Linked DNA regions of Ovis aries: region 2 is linked to region 1. The links are chromatin contacts, called in public Hi-C maps. All regions are on one chromosome and are shown on one strand. The core of a region is the stretch at or near the end of the contact, and the rest is flanking DNA. Distances in the headings are between cores, read along the strand shown. Region 1 holds the start of DPYSL5 (dihydropyrimidinase like 5). Region 2 holds the start of TMEM214 (transmembrane protein 214).

Evidence for each region. A called contact is a pair of places that touch in the nucleus more often than the background predicts.
Region 2: a contact with region 1 is called in a Hi-C map of liver, with 2.3 times the contacts expected there. The contact joins the promoter of TMEM214 here to the promoter of DPYSL5 in region 1. A contact is called at or near these places in 4 of 16 Hi-C or Micro-C datasets (hypothalamus, liver and tail adipose tissue).

The regions. Positions count from the first base shown.
Region 1 is chr3:33,946,339-33,951,506 of ARS-UI_Ramb_v3.0, forward strand. It overlaps DPYSL5 (dihydropyrimidinase like 5), which reads left to right and starts at 2,569. Exons shown (of 13, transcript XM_004005741.5): 1 at 2,569-2,695.
Region 2 is chr3:34,115,009-34,120,176 of ARS-UI_Ramb_v3.0, forward strand. TMEM214 (transmembrane protein 214) reads left to right here and starts at 2,917. Exons shown (of 17, transcript XM_042245892.1): 1 at 2,917-2,976; 2 at 4,097-4,296; 3 at 4,851-5,001. The coding sequence starts at 2,958.

The sequences.
Region 1 (5,168 bases), core at 1,319-3,818:
AACCCCCTGACAAAGCAGAGATGTTAAAAGATGCAGGTTCTACCCCTGCGTCGGGAAGATCCCCTGGAAAAGGGCATGGCAACCCACTCCAGTTTTCTTGCCTGGAGAATCCCATGGACAGAGGAACCTGGCGGGCTGCAGTCTATGGGTCGCACAGAGTCAGACGTGACTGAAGCGATTTAGCACACACACATGGTCCCCACACTCTGGGGAGCTAAGGCTCAAATGGACCAAGTAACTTTCTCAAAGTCAAGTATCCGGAAAGTAGAGCAAAGATTCCAACCTAGAAATGTGTGAACCCCAAGCCCTGTTTTCCTTCTACTTTCCAAGAGACAGAGCCTAAGTTAAAAATACATAGAACTAAAATCAACTATGGGGACCATTTACAACCTCATGTTTGAATGTGACTTTCAGCAATGCCTGAGGCCAACAAAGAACCTCTAGGCAGCTGTTTTCTGACCTGGGGAGGCAGGCCCACCCAAGACAGCAAAGAAGCAGAAGTCCAAACGTGAGGTCCATTAAATGCTGCAGAGAAAGTTTACTGCCACTAGAGGGCTCCCTCCTCCTTAGGCAAAAAGTGCAGCCTGGACCGTGCAAGTGCACCCCGCTGCCCTGCGCCAGATCCACTCCACCTCCCTCAAGTTCAACTCATTTTGCCCAAATCCCTGGGACAGCAGCAGAAGTTGGCCAGCCTAGGGAAATCCCTTGGTACTTCCCCAAGCTGGAGCAGTGGCGGAAGGAGGAGCCATTTGCCCCATGTTTTCACAAGCACATTCCATCCTCTTCTGGGTTGGAAATGCTTTGAGGTCGTCAGTTAAAGCTCCAATATTTTGTCCACCTGATGCGAAGAGCCTACTCATTGGAAAATACCCTGATGCTGGGAAAGATTAAGGGCAAGAGGAGAAGGGAGGTGACAGAAGATGAGAAGGTTGGATGGTATCACCTATTCAATGAACATGAGATTTTGGAAACTCCAGGAGATAGTGATAGCCCAGGAAGCCTGGTGTGCTGCAGTCCATAGAGTCTCAAATGGTTGGACATGACTTGGAGACTGGACAGCTAACAACTAACAATGCTCAATGGGGGCCGGGGTGGGTTGGGGGCGGGGGGATGGAAGTTGGTCTCCCTGCATAAGCTCAGGATGTGAGAGGGAGTGGAAAAGTAAACCTTCCTCCCAGGAAAAGTGGAGGCTCTGTGGTGGTAATCCAGAAGTGAGGTCCAACTGCCAGCCTAGTGGGCTGCAGGCTCTGAGCCTACAGCAAAGGAGCACAGAGCAAGTGACCCAATGAGACCTCACTTCCGTGGGCCCTCTGGAGGCCAGGCACCCTCAGATTTTGCTGAGACAGGGTCGGGGTGTGGTGGTCGGTGGGAAGGCCTTCTGGTGTAATGAAGCACAGTTTTGTTTGAAAATATCCTGCCAGGAGAAACATCTCTTGGGGCCATGGTTGTGCAGCTACAGTCAGGGAACTCCCCCATCTTCACCACTTCCCAGGGGCCCTCCTGGGGAGGTGCTTCTGCAGCAGCCCCTTGGGGTTCCCTCAGGTTGGAATGAGGACTCAGTGCTGCATTTTAACACTGTATCAACAGCAACGCATTAAGTTCAGGCAAATTACTGAACTGTATCTAAGCTATTATTACAACTACAGGAAAGAACAGATAACCGGTAAAGGGTTGAGAGGCTATTTGGAAGGAGGTAAAGGCCTGGTGATCCTCCCCTTTTTAGACTTGTTGATTTTGTTAGATTATGTGTGTATGCAAAAGTTGAAGAAAAAGGGTGAAGCGAAGGTAAATTGAGTTACAAAACATTTCCAAAGGCTTCACCATGCCCTGATAGGAGGTTTCAAGAAACTGGACGGGCAGCTTGGACCAGAGAGCCCTGGATGGAGAAGCGGTAGCCGAGAGCATGAACTCCGGGTTCGAGGCCCCAGAAGGAACAGATGCGAACTGAGGTGGCCCCGCGTGGCCGATCACGTTGTACATGGGAACATTTTCCTATAACTACATCCCGCCCTCTCCATCCTACAATTCCGCTGGGCACCCAGGGTAGGATTGGATCTTGGCGGTAATCAGGCGGCCTTAGCCCGGCCTGCAGAGAAGGACAGGGCCGGCAGCAGCCAGCAGCCGAGGAGAGGCGACGAGGACATTGTTCCAGCCTCTCGGGTGGGGTCTTGTGGGGGGAGGGGACGCGGTAGCCGTCCCAGGGGACCCGTGCATCAGCGCGTCCAAGCGCCTGGGCTTTGTGAAGTGTCTTGAGTCACCATGGAAATCCGAAGGAACGCGGAGAATGGCACCCGGGGGTCGGCTGGTTCTCGGGCCGCGCCCTTCCTCCCCTCTCGGACCCTGGCCCCTCGGCAGGGCCTGTCGGGAGTTGTAGTCCCCAGGCGGTGGCCGCGCGCGCCGCCGAGGATGCAGGGCGCCGCCGGTCCCCGCCTCCCCCTAACCTGCTAGCGCGAGGTGGGGAGTGCTGGGGAGGAGCTGTCGCTCCCATGATTGGCGGAGGCCTCCTCCAGCCCCCACCCAAGTCCCCTCCCCCGCTCGCCGCTTCGGACTTCGGAGCCCCCGCGCGCCAAGGCGGCTATCGAGCGAGCGCGCGTGCAGCCGCGCCGCCCAGAGCACCCGCAGCGCCGGCGCCGCGGCGAGACAGGAGGAGAACCCACCCACCGACAGAACCCCGCAGCCGCGGCATCCCGGAGGAGTGGGTGATGGCAGGGCGGGCGGTGGGCTTATTCTCCCCGGGCTGGGACGTCCATCTCACACAATCTGTTTCTCTGGGAGGGGCACAATAGAGCTGGGGTCGGAGTGCGCCTAGGGAACCGGCTGCTGGGAACGCGGCGGGAGGTGTGGTTTGGAATTCGGGGCAGCCTTTTCGGGCTAAACTGGGACCCGAATCGGTTCCTCTTTGTAAGCCCACAGAGCTCCCGGAGCGCCGAGCGGTACCTTATTCATAGTAGGCGTTTAATAGATGCTCGTGGGATTGCAAAGAACTGGGGTGAGGAGGCTGGCTTGGTGGAAGGGTTTCGCTCCTAGGACACAGTAGACGCCCAGCCTCGTCGAGGTGCAGTGAATGACTGGAGGGCTGGGCGGGGGCTTCTCTGGCCGTGGGCCCGTCCTGCCCAATACCTTAAATCGGCGCCGTCCTCTGCCCGCGCGGATCACCTCCCGCCTCCCCCCCGCCCCCCGCCCGCCCCACGCCCCCGGCATACACACACACCCTCTGTCCCTCTCGCCTCCGGCTTGGAGTTTGCCCAGTCTGGACCGGACCCAGCGGCCCGTCCACGTCCGGCTAACGGGTAGACTATTCGCCGGCCGCCTCTGGAGGCACCTGTCTGAACCACAAAGACCGCCTTTCGCTGCCCAGCCCAGAGCGGGCGCCAAGCGGAGTCCCTTCGCCCGAGCCCAGCGCGGGAGCGCTCCCGGGGGCATCGATCTTGGCGGGCGACGCCCCAGACCGGGGGAGGAGGCAGGAGTCAGAGTTGGAGAGGAGCTGAGATGGAGAGGCGGAGGCGAGGCCTCCGTTTGAGCAAAGATGCGAACATAGGGATGGGTGGGAGCACGGGGAACTGGAAACAGGTTTGAGGAAAGAGAAGGGTCTGAGCAGGGAGGGTCGGAGCTCGGAGCAGGTGGCGCGAGGCGAGGCTGGGGCTGATGAAGGATGTGGAGGGGAGGAGGGATGCGGGAGGGTGGAGACTGCCTGGGTTAGAGAAGAGTAGACGCTGGGGAGGAGGAGACCCACGCGATGAGAGGGAGGGGTCTCCCTGGGGAGGGAGGTCTCCAGGGAAGGGAGGGGCAGGCAGCTGGGGGGTGGGGGGAGGCGGGTCTCGGCCCGAAGACCCTCAGCCCAGGCGAGGGGCCCGGCGGTCCTGTGGCTGGCTGGGCGTGGCTCTTGGACCGGGCGACGGACTCGGGATGGCGGATCGGGGACCGAGCCGGCTGTCCCTGTGAGGAGCTTTGTCTCCCGGCTTGACACCAGCCCTTAGGGACTCGTTTAGGGTTTTGTGATAATCCGCAGCGCCACAGGCACACCCTTTTCTTCGCAGAGCTGAAAGGCTTGGTCCAGCGGCAGGTGATGCCAGGGAGGCGAAATGGGGGCCGCTTCCCTCCCGGGAGGCCCGGAGAACAATAGCCGGCACTGGTGTCCTCCGCACCAGGAGCTAGGGCACCCCTGGAACTCGAGTGTGCAGTTTTCTGGTGCAGAAAACCCTCCCGGAGAAATCAAAGGGCACGTGCTCTTCTCTTGGGGTTTGTGTTAGGGCAACAAACCCCACTGGTAATTCTCTGATGTGAGTCGCGCATCCCGCCCCCCAGACTGTGGGACCCGCAGACAGACGCCGCCCCTGGCTTTGGTACCTTCTGGCTGCGGCACCGCCCCCTGCCCCTTGCTGCTGACCAACCAACGAGACGGTCGGGGTGGGGAAAGACCTGTGGAGGTCGCCTCGGTACGGAGCGGGCTCCCTGAGTAGCCCGCTTTGTCTGAAGAGGCGGACGCCTGCGCTGTGCGTTCTTAGAGGGAGCAATCAGGGCTGGTGCGGTTTCTGACAAAATGGAAGAGACGCAGTCGTAGAGATTACCCGCTGTGGGTGCAGCTCCTGGTCTTAAAGCCGGCAGCTAGGGGACCAGTGCTTCCCTTTGCCGGTGACCACACCCAAGCCAGTGTATCCATCCTTTGCAGATTTCACTTGTAGTGTCTGCTGACCTAAGAGAGGGACAACTCTGTGATAGGAGGCGTCTCCTTGCCCATGGGAAAGCAGATGGACAGAAATGGAAACACAAAAAGGACTCAACAGAGCTTTGCTTGCATTCAGTCTTGCTTGCTTGGTGTCTTTCACACCAGGCTAGCAGCGTCTTAACATGTGAGATGACAGCCAGAAGCCAACATTCAGTTTTACAGATTTTCTTTGATGATTGTTTAGTTGATATTAAAGGTAGACTCTTTAGCATAGACTTATACTTTTAAATGGTCATTCATTTTAAAAAGACAAAACAAACAAAAAGCAAGACAGAAGCATTTTTATTCCAAGAGTGAAGGAAGAAGCTTGGCTCAATGACGAGCAGACCATCATAGGAAAAATCGCTGTGACATATTTGGCCTGAAGTTGACTGATGAGCCTTTGGGCTCTCATAACCTGGCTTTGAAACCTCAAGATTTTACTCGGATTGATGGACTGTGA
Region 2 (5,168 bases), core at 1,667-4,166, 170 kb after region 1:
ACAGCCACCCATCCTCTTTGACCCAGTCTTTTTTTTTTTTTTTTAACTTTTAAAAATTTTGTATTGGGGTATAGCCGATTAACAATGTTGTGATAGTTTCAGGTGAACAGCAAACAAACTCAGCCATACATATACATGTATCCATTCTCCCCAGACTCTTCTCCCATTCAGGCTGCCACATAACATTGAGCAGACTTCCATGTGCTATACAGTAGGTTCTTGTTGGTTAGCCATTTTAAATATAGCAGAACATGTCCATCCCAAACTTGACCCAGTCTTTTGATTCTTCCCTTTTACCCCATGGGTACCTGCCCAAGCCCACCCTTCATGGCTAGTGCCTAAGGTTGCTCTTTGAAGACCTAGAGCTCCAGGATGTAAAGCCATTGCCTTCTCCCCAAACTCTGGAACATTTAAGACAGTGAATTACAATTTTCTGCTTTGTCTGTCTCCCACACAGGTTTCTCAAGTTCCTCTCAAGCAAGTAACATGTGTCCTCTAGCTCCCACCTACCACTGTGCTAAGTGCTTATTAGGTGCAGAAAGGGCTTAGGAAATGCTACTGGATAAGTAAGTGAATGACTTCTATCCCGTAGGTGCCAAGGTGCAATTGATGACCTGCTGGACTATTCTAAGACAGGAAATAAAGCCCCTCCCCACCCTTCTCTATATTTCCACCATGGAACACCCCCTTCTTTGCCTCTCTGGAAAGCCCTTTCTGTTTCTCTTCCAAAATCAGTATCGCTTTTGTGACCATACATGTAACACAGAAGAGGTAGAACAAAGAGAAGACAGTGTCTGAGGAAAGCTAAACCAATTATGTGAAAAAAATGAATTGATTAATGCTTATCTCAAATATGGTCCTAGGCAAAAGCACTTCATTTCAGACCCTTTGACCTGAGGCAAAGTCAGCGATGGTCAGGTCTGCAGGGGCTGGAGGGCAGGCAGAAGGAAGCAAGAGGTGGTTATCTCCTACTTTCTGCCTCCAGCCCACCCCATCCTTTACCTGTCCCCGCTTACTTTTCCAAAAGTAGGTATGCCACTTTCCTACTGGCTTCCCACGATCTGCAGGACAAAGTTAAAATGTGACAGGCAAGGACCTTGGCATAAGGGCTCAGGTCCCTGTCCAACCACATCACCTCCAAAATCCATGAAGCACTGTCACATTGAACTACTTCCAGTCTCCCAGACTTGCCCCGCTTTGTCCCACCTTTGTAGGCCTTTGCTTACATCAAGTCCACACACCTGGCCTGTTCTCTCCACTTGCCCTAATCCCCAACCATTGACTATTTGCCCATTCCTCAGGACACATTTCCAGTGTCATCTCCTTTAGGAAGCCTTCTCTAATCTCCTTCCTTAAGGAATTCATCACTCCCTAAACTATGCATCCTGTGGGAAGCTGGACTCTAGTTCTTACGATAAATGCTTGCCTGGCCTGTTCCTCAGTATGGCAGGTATGAATCTCATAGTCAAATGTGGGACTGTACATTAAGTAGTAAGCTTCCCATGCGGCACTAGTGGTAAAAAGAACCATCCTGTCAATGCAAGAGACTTAAAAGATGCAGGTTTGATCCCTGGGTTGGGAAGATCCCCTGGAGAAGGGCAATTCACTCCAGTATTCTTGCCTGGAGAATCCCATGGACAGAGGAGCCTGGCAGGTTACAGTCCATAGGATCAAATGAAGTCAGATAGGACTGAAAAAAACTTGGCATGGCAGGGCATATGAAATAGCACATTTCCTTAATCATGATAAATCACTTCTAGTTCACGTTCACTCATACTCCTCTGCCAGGATGCTTCCAGTTTTGAGGTTTCACGTGATACAACAAGCATGGCCCAAGGGACCTCCAGAGATAGGGAGTGTCTGAGCAGGTAACCTGCTTAAGTAGTTCCTCAGGTCTTCTGTTCTTGATCGCTTCCCTGCCACACCTGGGACTTGGGACTGACTTCTGCGGAAGGAGTCAGAGCCTTTTCTTTCCCACTTCCCACAAGGGGAAACCCAGCGCTGGCTGTCCCAGGGCCAAAACTTTTCTCTGCCTCCTTTCGAAGGACTCTCCGCACTCCACTTCCTGCCCCACCCCACTCCAAACACTGCCTCAAGGCGAGGAATCCTCAAGCTCCATCTCTCTTCCCTGTTCCTTCACAATAGCTTTTTTCAATAGCTCGTTAAACTCAAAGTTTAATCTTTAGCAACAGAAAAACTAGCACTTTCCTGGAAGAAAGGGAGCATTTCATCCACAAACTCTCCCAGGAGCTGAGAAGAATTATTTTCATTCCATCCTTTATGCACAGCTAGAACGGAAAGAAAACCAGAAACAGTTAAATTTTCACCAAGTCACCCAATACTTCCATGTTCAGTTTAGTTCAGTCGCTCAGTCGTGTCCGACTCTGCGACCCCATGAACCGCAGCACGCCAGGCCTCCCTGTCCATCACCAATTCCCGGAGTCCACCCAAACCATGCCCATTGAGTCGGTGATGCCGTCCAACCATCTCATCCTCTGTCGTCCACTTCTCCTCCTGCCCGCAAACTTTCCCAGCATCAGGGTCTTTTCCAATGAGTCAGCTCTTCGCATCATGTGGCCAAAGGATTGGAGTTTCAGCTTCAACATCAGTCCTTCCAATGAAGGACTGATCAGACCCAGGACTGATCTCCCTTAGGATGGACTGGTTGGCTCAATAAAAGTTGTCCGAAAGCAGTAGCCTCTCATCTCAATATCTTTTGCTTGGCTGTTTTGTTTTGTTTTGTTTTGTTTTGTTTTGTTTTGCTGAGAAAGGCTCCTGACTCCGCGCCGACCCCTAGCGTGGAAGAACCCGGCAAACACCAACGACTACAAGTACCAAGCTGCCTTGCGGGTGGCGTCACGCGCCGCGAAGCCCTGCGAGGAGACGTGGCAGAGCGCGGCGCGTCCGCGCCGGACCGGAAAGCTCGGGGAGGTGGCCGTGGCGGGAGGGTCGGAACCATGGCGGCCAAGACGGCAGGTGGGGGGCGCTGGGAGGTGGTGAAGAAGGGGCGGCGGGCTGGGGCCGGCGGCAGTGGTAAAGGCGGCGGAGGGGACCGCCGGGCGCTCGGGGAGGCGAACGGAGTATGGAAGTACGACCTGACCCGTGAGTACCCACCCAGCCCGCCGCCCCGTGTAGCCCTCGCCCCGCCCCAGGTCTGCCGCCCACCTCCCCACCCCGGGTGGTAGCGAGCAGCTACCGGGACCCAGATGGTCCAAACACCCCTGAGCTCCTGGAGTCGCGAGCTCTCCTGCGGATCGGTACCTCCCAGTTCAGCCGGCGCTCCCCTGGCGTTTCTCTTGACCCTCACAAGAGGTAGACAGCGCGAGGGAGGTCGCCGTCCTCGCCACTCACATGAGTAAACTGAGGCCCAACGAAGTTAGACGACTTGCCCAGGATCACTTGTTTGAGGGGACCGGGATTCCGGTCTTTGGACTCTCAGCAGACAGCACACACTCCCTGCCAGCTGTCCCCGAGCCCTATAGCCTGGCCTCGCCGGGCAGGTGTCCGGGAACTGCGGAGAGGCTGTCTGGTTCATCACACACTGGGCCCCCGCCTTAAGTAACCTGCAGGTAGAGGGTGGGCGTGGGGACCCGGACGCTCATGATGCCCGGCAGTGGGAGAAAATGATCCACCGTACGCATCTCCACACCCATCAGGTATTATTCCAAGCGGTGCCTGTTTCCTCAAAGCCTCCTGGAGGAGCAGAGAATGTTTGCCACTTGTTGATTATAGAACTGTCACATCAGAACCAAGAGGAACTGGCGTAGAACCAAGATGGGAAAACTAATTTCCCAAACTGGTAGCCACTCAATAAAGAAGCCAGCCCTCTGTGTTGGACACCGCCCACCTGCCCAATTTTCCCATGCTCTGATTTCCTAATAAAGAAATGCCTTATCTCTGAAAGAGCCCATGAACTCAAGAGCTGTGGGAACTGAAAGAAGCCACCAGGAGGGGTCCTTAAGCAGGATGCAGGAAGGGGCTTTGAGGCAGGCTCCTCTCTGGAGATTAAGTGCCAGTGTGTGGGGAGGGACCACTGTTTCTGTGAGGCCCTCCTGATTCAGGGCTGCCCCCCTTTCTCTGCCTGTCATTACCCCAGCTCCAATCCAGACGACAAGCACTCTGTATGAGCGGGGCTTTGAGAAAATCATGAAGCGGCAGAATAAGGAGCAGGTTCCACCTCCTGCTGTGGAGCCTAAGAAACCGGGGAACAAGAAGCAGGCTAAGAAGGTGGCGACCCTCACCAACCAGAACCAGAAGCAGGGCCGCTTTCGCAGCCTGGAGGAGGCACTGAAAGCTGTGAGTGTGCCGAGACTTTAGGCAGGGGAAGAATGAGGACCCGAGGAGTAGAGAGGATGAAAGAAGTGGGACAGGGACGGGCTGCTGAGGGACCTGTGGGATGAGGGACACTGCTGACTAAGAGGAGGCCTTCAGGAAAGGATGGAAACCCAGTGGGATGCAGTGTCCGCGCTTAGGATAGAAAGGGAATGAGTTTATAGAGAACCATAGATTAGTGAGAGGAAAACCTGGAAAATCCAGAGATACACAGAGGGTTTAGAAAAACTGGTTCCTCCCGCCAAGGAAGGAATGATCTTTCACTTTCGGTCTTCTGTTTCTCCCCTTGAACATGTGAGGGACCCAAGAGTATTAGTTCTTGAGATCACCAGTTACAATTATCTTGTTCTCTAGTTCCTGAAGATCTGGATGCAACAAAAGTATGGCATTCCACATACTTGCATCGAAAAGCAGAAACCCTTTGTTTTTCCTGCCACCACCTAGTTCAGCCATTTCCCCACCTCTACCCCATTACTCTACACCCGCAATTCACCATGAGGGGCCTGTGTTCCTGGCAGCTGGACCTGGCAGATCTGCAGAAGGAACTGGACAAGAGCCAGAGTGTGTTCTCTGGGAACCCATCTGTGTGGTTGAAGGACCTGGCCAGCTATCTCAACTACAAGCTCCAAGTACCTCCGAGTGAACCCACACTTAGCCAGCATCCTCACGGTTAGTTCTCCAGATGAGTTGAAGAAAATTCTGAAAGGGCTGTATGTAAGCGCATTACTTAGTAATTGAGCCCCATGACCCCCACTGCCCTGACTTACCTGGGTGATTTGAGCTGTCCTCAGATTAGCATGGCTTCAAAGTTTCTGGGCCTCATTGAAATAGGGAGG